Linked DNA regions of Gossypium hirsutum: regions 1 and 2 are each linked to region 3. Evidence: chromatin contacts called from public Hi-C data. All regions are on one chromosome and are shown on one strand. Each heading gives the region's core, a stretch centred on a gene start, on an enhancer-like site or on the middle of the called end of the contact. The rest is flanking DNA. Distances are from core to core; before and after follow the strand shown.

Evidence for each region. Hi-C and Micro-C count contacts between places; a contact is called where the count stands out from the background.
Region 1: a Hi-C map of leaf shows a contact between it and region 3, with 2.4 times the contacts expected there. The contact joins the enhancer-like site here to the promoter of LOC107957351 in region 3. A contact is called at or near these places in 5 of 34 Hi-C or Micro-C datasets (cotyledon, fibers, hypocotyl and 1 more).
Region 2: a contact with region 3 is called in a Hi-C map of anther, with 9 times the contacts expected there. The contact joins the enhancer-like site here to the promoter of LOC107957351 in region 3. A contact is called at or near these places in 17 of 34 Hi-C or Micro-C datasets (anther, callus, cotyledon and 4 more).

Annotation. Positions count from the first base shown.
Region 1 is chrA05:44,446,708-44,450,263 of Gossypium_hirsutum_v2.1, forward strand. No RefSeq gene overlaps it. Among protein-coding and RNA genes, the nearest start is that of LOC107961504, 14 kb to the left of the region's middle. Within about 2 kb of position 1,939, at least 2 of the 9 cell types and tissues checked have an H3K27ac peak or open chromatin away from gene starts, as enhancers often do. A contact at or near this core is called in leaf, where this site is marked.
Region 2 is chrA05:44,419,653-44,422,929 of Gossypium_hirsutum_v2.1, forward strand. LOC107960083 (a long non-coding RNA gene) reads left to right here. Exons shown (of 4, transcript XR_001701090.2): 4 at 53-2,343. Among protein-coding and RNA genes, the nearest start is that of LOC107960083, 3.0 kb to the left of the region's middle. Within about 2 kb of position 1,394, at least 3 of the 9 cell types and tissues checked have an H3K27ac peak or open chromatin away from gene starts, as enhancers often do. A contact at or near this core is called in cotyledon, where this site is marked.
Region 3 is chrA05:44,614,435-44,617,835 of Gossypium_hirsutum_v2.1, forward strand. LOC107957351 (probable methyltransferase PMT2) reads right to left here and starts at 1,916. Exons shown (of 7, transcript XM_041112441.1): 1 at 1,563-1,916; 2 at 740-1,401; 3 at 420-630; 4 at 1-294. The coding sequence starts at 1,384.

The DNA.
Region 1 (3,556 bases), core at 689-3,188, 170 kb before region 3:
AGGGCAAAATCTTCCTTTATAGGTCAAATGGTGTCAAACTATAAATGATACTTTATAACACTTTTTCCATATCGATTTTAGTACTTAGACCTTTTAGGTTAGATTCTTAGAGTAATTTTTGGAATTTTCTACTACACTTTGCTTTTCTCAGCAAAGGTATAGGGACCTCTTTGTACCTTTGTCATTTCCTTAAGATTTTATTAGCTTTTTCATATTTTGTTCATTTGATTTTGCATTTTAACAATTGGGTCTTCAATATTCCTGGAATCAAAGCATCAAACCTTTATCGATTCAAGGATTTCGTTAATTATTTTGAGCATTTGCAAACTCAAACTAATTTATATTATTTTCTTGTTTGATTTAGCATGAAATTGATTGGGTTCCTTGAATTGATAATGGGTCTTAAATAATTCAATTTATGATGGATTATTTGAAGTGTTAATTGGTTAATTTCATGTTTAGGGACTAGATTGTAAAATTTGAACTAAATTGAAAACCTAGAATTGACGACTCTAAGGGACTATCTAGATAGGTGAGATCGAAAGGAGATTCTATTGTGGATCAATTCGATTAAATCAATTTAATCTAGTGAGGCTGAGAGGTAAATTGGATTAAATTGCTTAATTGGGTAAAATGGTGTCCGAGAGGTAAATTAGACTATTTAGGAAAATTAGGCGTTCTAGCTCCCTAAACTAGGAATTCACCATTAACATCGATATTAATTAAACATATTGATTGTCTATTTTTTTAACTTGAGAAATTGGTTTATTTATAATTTAGTCCTTATAATTTAGTCATTAGCTTAATTTCTCTCTTTATGAGTTGTCGTACTATGCTATTTATAGAATAGCTAACTAGACTCTCATGTTTGCATGCTTGGTCGTTGATCAATTTTGTTAGCCTATCTCCTTTAGGTTCGAGCCTTAGGATACTCAATGTTACATTGTAAACATTTATAAATATTACAACTGACCTGTGACACTTGTAGTAAACATCGCACTTCATTTCACTTTATTTTGTTTGTTTGCAAATTTCTCTGCTCGTTTTATGCACACCGAGGCACGATCAAGTTGTTAGTGTCGTTACCAGAGAGATTTTGTGTATGATGATTGCTTGTTGATGATTTTTTATCATGCTTACGTTAGGAAAGCTAATTAGTTAAATTTAGACTTATAGATACAATTCTTATTTTCATTCTTAATTGTTGAAGTTTGTTTGAATTCTTGTCTGTTGTCCATTGGTTTGGTTTTGGGTGTGATAGTTGTGGATATCTAAGATTGCATGTGTGTATAGTGTGTTTTCTTAATATTTAAGTTTACTAAATTAATTAAAAATAAAATTATATAATACTTAATAAAAATATTAATTAGAAGAGTTTTACTTCAATAAGGACAAACTAAAATATCAATTGATATTTTAGTTTAATAAAGAAATTCTATTTTATCAACGTAAATATAAAAATTAAATAATCAATTAAGGAATTTCACTCTAAAAAGGACATTTATGTTAAATTGTTAATAGTAATAAAAGTAATTAATTTTTATTTTAGGATGAATAGATAATTTTAAAAATTATTAAAAGCATAAATGTAATTCACTATTTACAATTTTAGAGTTGATACTGTTAAATATATTGGAGATAAATTTTTTACACTTAATAATCTTCAATGTTTATTAAAAGATGTTTAAATATAAAAATTTCAAATTAATATATGGCTTTCTACATAGCTACTTACTCAAAAATAAAAAATAAAAAAAAATGGTATATACATACTTAATTCAAATTACTCTCATGCAATAAGTTTTTCTTATTGTAAAGATTTAGTCCATTATTAATAGATTCTGGTGGCAAAAGTCTCATGGTAGGCATGGTATTCATTGGTGTATGTGGTCCAAATTATGTGATTGTAAGCTACGTGAGGGATTTGGCTTCAGTTATGTGATTCATGGTATATAGACTATAGTTTTGCAAAAGGAGTTTGGGAGAAACTAGGGAGTATCTTGGCCATCAATTCACATGGACAGTAACATAACTAACTATTTGGCTTTCTTATATAACCACTATAATGTTAAAAAACAAATTGCAGGCAAATCTGGTTGCATGAAGGTATTTCTGAGATAATACAAGAGGAGAGTTAGAATCTCTGGCTACCCAATCGAGCCTTCTATGAAATTAAATGTCCGAACAATCCAAAAAGGAAATTAAGTTAGTAATCAGTACCTATATGATTAATGGAAAGACCATTCTACAAAGTTTGCAAAGTGTCAATTTAAGCATATTCTTATATGAAGCAATGTTGCAGCACATCAACTGGAAAAGGAAGAATTTCGTGGGAAGGGAGCGTTTATTGGATTCAAGAGGTCCTGGAATAGTAGGCCCAAGTCCAAGTCAACAGGAAAATAAATTAAAATTTTAGTCATCAAAATAGAACGAATTATTCAAAAATTTTAAACGCATTGGGTAAACATTTTTTTAAATAAAAAAAAAAGTAAAATTGCGGTCCCTTATGTCCTACTAGAAAGGTTTTCTTTATTTATTTTATGTTTATAAATATTTTAATTTAAATGGACCCAAAGAGTCATTAGTAAAGTGATATAAAAAATTATGTTATTATCAAATCACTTAATCTCGAAATCATATGGTCCAATATTCTTCTTCTTTTTTAGGTTTTTTTAAAGATATAAGTTTAGGATTTGCATTTAAATTTAATTTTTTAATTATATTGATAATAAAATATACAAATAAATATTGTAAAACTTAAATGAAATGTTTGAAAAATGGGTGGGAACTTACGGACTATTAGCATAGACTAGCTCTAATTAAAAAACCCAGCGAGTCAATTTTAGTCTAACCAAATAGGCCGATGCTTCATCATGTTATCAAAACCAAAGCCCTTCTCATGCTAAATGACCCAATCAATGGTTTCGTAATTACTATTTATTTTTACCTTTCAACAGTTTAATCAGTGAGTAGTGACTGACGAAGCTTCAATTTTATTTTATATATATATATATATAAATAAGGTCTCAATTAGATACTAAAATAAAAAAAAATTCAATATGTTACTTATATTTGACCTTAATTTTTAAAAATTATTTTATTAATCAATTTGATCAAACACTAAATTTGATCATAGAATCACGGGGCCAAAATTATCTCAATTTTCCCCTTTTGCATGCACTGAAATCAATATCCAAACATGAGGAATTGTATTATCTTTTAATTTAACTAAATGATTAACATAGAAATTCAAGTTATTAAGTTGCTTATAATGTAGTTATACTATACCATGTTGGCCCTAGTTTTGATTACCATATCCATCATCATGTCTAAACATCTTTCTTGACCAATAACAAAAATCACATTAACTACTACAAAACTAGTGATTACCATCTCTTCAATTAAGATTACTTTTTCCATCCTCAAGAAAACTTCAACCTTTGCTCTTTTATATTGTATCAACAATGATTACTATTGTTAGTGTAGTTATGTGATATTGTATGAATACAACTATTGGACTAACTTCAAAGCTTCCCATGAGGACACCTATATATGG
Region 2 (3,277 bases), core at 144-2,643, 200 kb before region 3:
GTTCTTGAATCAATAAGATCTACTACTTTGTTCAAACTCGACTTGTTTCCAGTATACTGCACTTTGGATTCTCCACTTCCAGGAACCCAAGCATCCTTCCAAATTGAGACTTTCATTCCATCTTCAATCCGTCAGCCTAACCCAATCTGAAAGAGCCCTTTTGCAGCCCACAGACTTTCTAGGTAAAAGAAGGTAGATTACCTAAACTGGAATTCAAAAAATTTGTATCTTTAAAATATTTGGCATTTAACGTGCGCACCAATAACGAATTAGGATTACATATCAAACGCCAACCCTGCTTGGCTAATAACGCCACATTAAATTTCGATCGACTTCTAAACCTATGTCACCGTATTCCTTAATAGCACACAAAGTCCTCCAATCCCACCAATGTATCTCCCGCTTCCCTTGACTTTTTTGCCACAAATTCCCTATGATATTCTCCAGTATCACACAGAGGGATTTTGGCATTATAAAACAAAGCATCGTATATGTGCACAACTTTGATAGACATCTCATTTCCTCTTTGTGAAAGATGCTTGTTATTCAAGCTGTTTATCTTCTGCTTCAATCTATTTTTCAAACCTTGAAACACCACCCTCCTTCCTCTACATACCATATTTAGTAATCCCAAGTACTTTTCTAGATCTGTAGAGCAATGAACATTAAGTACTTGAGGTGCCATATCTTTATCCTGGCCAGTTACATTAGCGCGCTAAAGAAAGTAATGGATTTTTCAAAATTAACACACTGACCCGAGCAGACTTCAAATTCACAAAGAATATTTTTTATTACATTAACCCTCCTCTCCGTGACCTCTCTAAAAAGTATACAATCATCCACAAACATAAGATGAGTACTTGGAGCGGCATTTTGACAAACTCTTGCTCCTGCTATTTGCCCTTCTTGCCCTGCTAATCTCATAAGAGCCGATAAACCCTCCCCTCACAATAAGAATAGATAAGGGCTTAAGGGATCCACTTGTCTCAGCCCTCTAGACGGTTTAAAGCTTACCCTTCATTATTAATCATGATAGAATACGACACCGTACGAATGCAATGGAGGACAAAATCAATAAAAGGACATGCAAAGCCCATTTTCAACATCATACCTTTAAGGAAAGGCCATTTAACTCCATCATAAGCTTTGCTCATGTCTAGTTTTAAAGCCATAAAACAATTTCTTCATGTTCTTTTGTTTTTGTATGCATAAAGCACCTCATACGCAAGTAGCACATTATTAGTGATAAGTTGACCCGACACAAAAGTGCTCTTCTAAGAATCATCAACTCAAAAGTCCATAACCTTTTGTAGGCGATTAGCAACAGTCTGAGCAATAATCTTATAAATCACCGTACATAGACTCATAGGGCAAAAGTTTTTTTGATTAAAAGGATGAGAAATCTTTGGTATTAAAACTATACTAGTTTTATTTAGATCTTCCAAAGAATTTCCATTATTTAGAATATTCAAATAGAAAGAGCTAGTATTTTTACCAACAATTTGCCAGAATTTCTGGTAGAAAAGTGCTGGAATGCTGTTTGTCCCCGAAGCTTTTGTTGATACCCCAGGCAGCACATGTTCAAGATTTCCAACCCCTTTCGTCTCAAACAATTTTTAAAATAGTTTCGAGCAATATCTTCCATCTCATGAAGATCAAAGGTCAGTGTATCGTCTTCCCTTTATAGACCCCCTATTTGATTCATGCGCCATCTCTAAGATTCATGATTATGGAAAAATGAAGTATTTGTTCTCCCATTTTCAGCCAATTCACTTTAGCTTCCAATACCTTTCTTCCTTTTCCATCTCCATTTTTAAATGTAATTTCACATCCACAACTCAGCCAAAATTTCGTCCGATCTGTCATAGTCATCCAATTCTTCTAATCTTTTCATTAACTACTTCACTTCCTGTCTTTTTTTTTCCTACCCAAGTTTGTATTCCAACAGTGAGAGCCACAATTTTATCCATAAAACCACCTGAACTCTCTTCCCATCATCTTATGATTTCTCCCTAATGTCTCTTTTAAAGTCTGCCAAGCTTCAAAATAAAACCTACTCTTTCTTCTTCTCAACCCCTCATACTCCATTTGGATTAGTAGACAATGATCTAAGAATGAGTAAGATAAATGTCTTAGCGAACATTCTGGGAAGAGTTGTAACCATTCTGAAGTTGCTACCTCTCTATCAATTCTTTCCTTAATTCTCCTTTCTATCACATTCCCCCTCTCTCACGTAAACCATGGACCCGAATAACCTATATCCCCCAATTGGCAGTCTTCTAAAGTTCGTACGAAATTCCTCCATTCTATCTTCCTCTCTTAGTAATCCTCCTTATTTTTCATGCACGTAGAGGATATCATTGAATTTTCCTCTAACTAGCCATGGTAAATCACTATTCCTACCCAATGTCCGAAGTAGGTTCTACGTTTCAACCTTTTCTCTCACATCTGGTGCCCCATAAAAGCCTATAAACCTCCATCATGTATTTTCCTTATTCTCCTGAATTTCAACATCAATGTAGTTCCTCAATAAGCTCCTAAGAGTAACTAACTATCTTCCATTCCATCCAAAACTCAACCCTCTGTAAGTAGCATCAGCAGGAACATCAACACCATTAAAAATTCCACAACGCCTTCTAATTTTCTCTATAAAGAAGACAATTTGGAGATTATAAATATTTAGTATATGCTGAAGTCTACGTACTGCATGCGCACTCCCCAACCTGCGGATATTCCAACATAAGATCTTCATTTTGTCCGCCGATTACTGTTGATTATGGGCAATATGCCCATCATTGATCACTAGCGAATCTTGATTCCTAGAAACGTTAGAGATAAAAAAATCAAAACGTTGTCACTTATTTCCCTCAACATTTTTAATTGGGTTATCATCCAAATCACGCTCCATAATCACCAGGCTTGACATATTAGAGGATCCCACCCCAATCAAATTTTTTTAATTGCAGATCCCTTCAAATTAAATCCCAATATAGGATTGACATTAGACCATGATTCTTTCCCGTAATTTTGACTTGAATCTTGTCCAACCTGCTATCCATCACTATTCTTTCCAAAAAAAACTCCCATTTCCTTCCTCCCTTAGCCAAATGCTATTCATTGTTGTAGCTCTTCTCGACTGTGCACACAGCGTTCAATCCCACCCCATCTCTGTCTCATGCATGTCGTGATGTAATATCACTAGGCAGAAATTATCCCCATGACCTAGACAACCACATAAGAAGCAAAAAAGGGTTAATTTTTCATATTTGATTTTCGC
Region 3 (3,401 bases), core at 666-3,165:
AGACATCATTAGCCTCTTCAGCCTTGCAGAATTTGGCTTGAGAATCATCTTCTCTACCACGACAAGACTCATCATTGACTCTCTTTTGCCAAATGGCCATTTCACCCTTCTCATGCTTCTTCTCCCAGCAAAGGAGTTTGGCAACATCCTCAATCTTTTGCTGTTCCTCCTCAAGCTCCTCCTTGGGACGCTGCCATGCTTTGTAATTGTTCCTCCAATTGATTGGTGGACCAGAAAGTACCCAGTAACCACCTGGTCTAAGAACACGATCAACCTCCTTCAAATACATGCCATCTGCAATTTAGACAAATCCATAATCAGTCATCCATCACTTAACATCTACTACGACAAATCTTCACTAAAACAACACCTCAAAGGACAAATCTCAAAGGAACACTCGGTTTGAGCATATGACTCACCATTTGCTCCCCATGGAATCAAGCAACGAGAACAATGAGCCATATCAAAAGCTCTGGATGGATATGGCATTTTTATGGTCCCAAGAACACCAATAACAGCAGGAACACCTCTTTCAAGGGCAAACTGAACCTGTGCTTCATGTGAATCTCTTGGCGCAAATGACATGGTAAGGACGTTTCTACTCCACAAATATGCCCCCCAACTCGCAACCTATATAAAGGAACCAATTTTTAAGATTTATACACCTAAAACAGATCCTCAAAGCTACAAATCAATAGATCATCTGAAAAACTTTGAAGAACATGACAGTATGACATACCCCACAACCGGTATCAAGTGCAGTCCTTACAGTCCCGTTCGTAATCGGGATCACAGCAGCAAGCTGATCAATATACTTATCCGCACCTTGTGGGAACTGCGTTCCTCCACCAGGGAACCTGAATACATTACCCTCATATTGGATCCAGTTCTGAATAGCCTTCTCTACCGTCAAGGCCTTATAGGGAGCATTAGCATAAGGCACATAGTCCCTACTCTTAGGCCAAGGAAACGGGGTCACGTATCCTTTAGGTGCCGGGACAAGACAATGCAACTTCTCTTCCTCCCTGGGACAATGCCTCTCCCGATAGATCATGTTGTCCCTGGGGAAAGTCATGGCACGCTTTTGATCTTGGCAAGGCGTGTAATCAACGTAACGAGGAGGGCAGGGCTGAAAAGACTTGATCTTTTCGGATTCACCGACGTTCCCCACTTCGCCGGCGTGATGGGTTTCGAAGTTCAACGACGGGATGATGTTACAATCGGCGCCGTGTTTGGTTATCTCTAGAGCTATGCTATCCCCTTTGCCGAAACCACTTCGTTGCCATGCTCCTAATATGTAGAAAAAACAACATAATCCAAAAACGATAAATATCTGCACCCAACTCCTTGTTCTACCATCCGCTGAATTCGGTTTCAGTGCCATTTTTTTAAAATAGTAACCTGCAAAATCATAAGCATCCAATGATGGGGACCAAAGATCAGTGGACTTAAACTAGCTAAGAGCTGATTTGAGTAAAAATTGAAAAAAAAAGAATCTTTAAATCAGAAGGAAAAATATAAACCCATGATGGAAGGAAGGAAAGAAGTGTCAGATGAGTTACCAATCGCATGAATAGATGAAATCAGCGGGTGAAGATCTCAAAGAAAAGAGAATTAAATGATGGAAGGGAGATTTTCAGAGCTTGGAAGGGAAGGAAAGGGAGAGACGTGTCAATAAAACACTGAAAAGTTTTTAAGAAAAAAAAAACCTGCTTTCCTCCAAAAGAAATCTTCGATAATATTAAACTCGAAGAAGAACGATCACCATGAAAACAAGGTTTAAAGAGAAAAGGGTTTTAATTATATAAATAGGGATTGATTGGGATAAAAGAATCCCAAATTTCGACTCTATCTTTTGTCTTTCAATTTGTCGTGAATCCTAGTTTTGGGTTTATAAATACAATCTAAGTCTCCTAATTACAAGAAACACAGAGATCTCGCTTTATTTTTAATCTTCCTTATGTTTTAGTTTAAATATAACCTCAGTCCCTGTATTCTTCAACTTTTTACAATTTAGTCTCTATTATTTCATTTTAAAATATAATCATTATTTGAATTGAAAACCGAAGTCCAATCCATGATATTATTAATAGGTACATATGATATTTAAAAAAAATTTATAAACCAACTAATAGTATTAAAGACATAAAGTGATTAAAGTTCAAAAAATTACAGGGACTGAGAGAACATTTAGACCTTATATTTTGGTGTTATTAAAAAAGACCGGGGTCGATTCGTTCGGTTCGGTTCCGGTGTTAATAAAAACGGTGCGCTAATACGCATTGGGAGAAGAGAGAGCAAAGGGGGACCCACGCGCTAAGAAAGAAAGGTTAGGAATTGATAAGGAAAAAAAGAAAAAAAAGGTGAAGGGGTGGGTCCCATGCCCCCATACGGATCCAGATTTACGTTTAAAGAGGCGGTGATTGATAATCAAGTTGCACATCAACTAATATGGAGCGTAGGATGGGAAATCATAAAATCAAATGGTGGTTAATGTAAATGATCATAAAATATCTGTATCAGACAACTTGTATATTGATACAGAAAGCTATTGAGGTTAAACTGCTTTGATTTGGTTTGTTGAAGGCCTAAGTTCGGACAATGATTTCCTTTTTCTTGTTCTTTTTTTTTTAACACACATAACCGAGTAAAGGTAGCATAAATACAAGGGGTTAGAAGTGTTATTATCCCTTTTAACCAGGACGGCCTAAATCCTGCCTCTCTGTCCCCTTTTTTATCATTTTATTCTCTTTTTTAATACCATGTCGGTGTTTTTACAAAAGAAATATCTAATGGAGGGTTAAATTATTTTATTTATTTTTTATTTTTTAAAATAAATAAAAGTACGTTCTTTTATAAAAAAATATTAATTTAAAAAATAGAATTGTTAAACTTAACAAGTAACGTCGAAAGTTGATAAATATTTTATAGAAATATATTAAAAAGATATTGAAAAATTCATAGTAAAATTTTAAAGCTGATTGTAAAATAAAAAAAATACATTATTTACCAAATATTAACCCTTAAATTAATAGTTTATTATTAAATAACTAATTTTTAATTAATTTCTCAATAGTATTTAATATACATTTGTAATTAACTCAGAATTTCTTAGATTCTAGTTGTAAGATCCAAATAAACAAACATATAAATATATAAAAGTTGAAAAATTAAATATCAACTTCTCTTGGGAAAAAAATAAAAATAATAATGAATTAACTTCCATCCATAACATTAATTAATGTAAAATTGTTTAAAAGATTGTGCTTATCCAAAACATTTGAAAACTCTCTAAAAAAAAACTCACATTATCTTTTTAGAGATAATGAATGAGATATGGAAGAGTAGTTATTAAATCACATAAAACTTTTTTTGAATGAGATATGGATGAGTAGTTACTA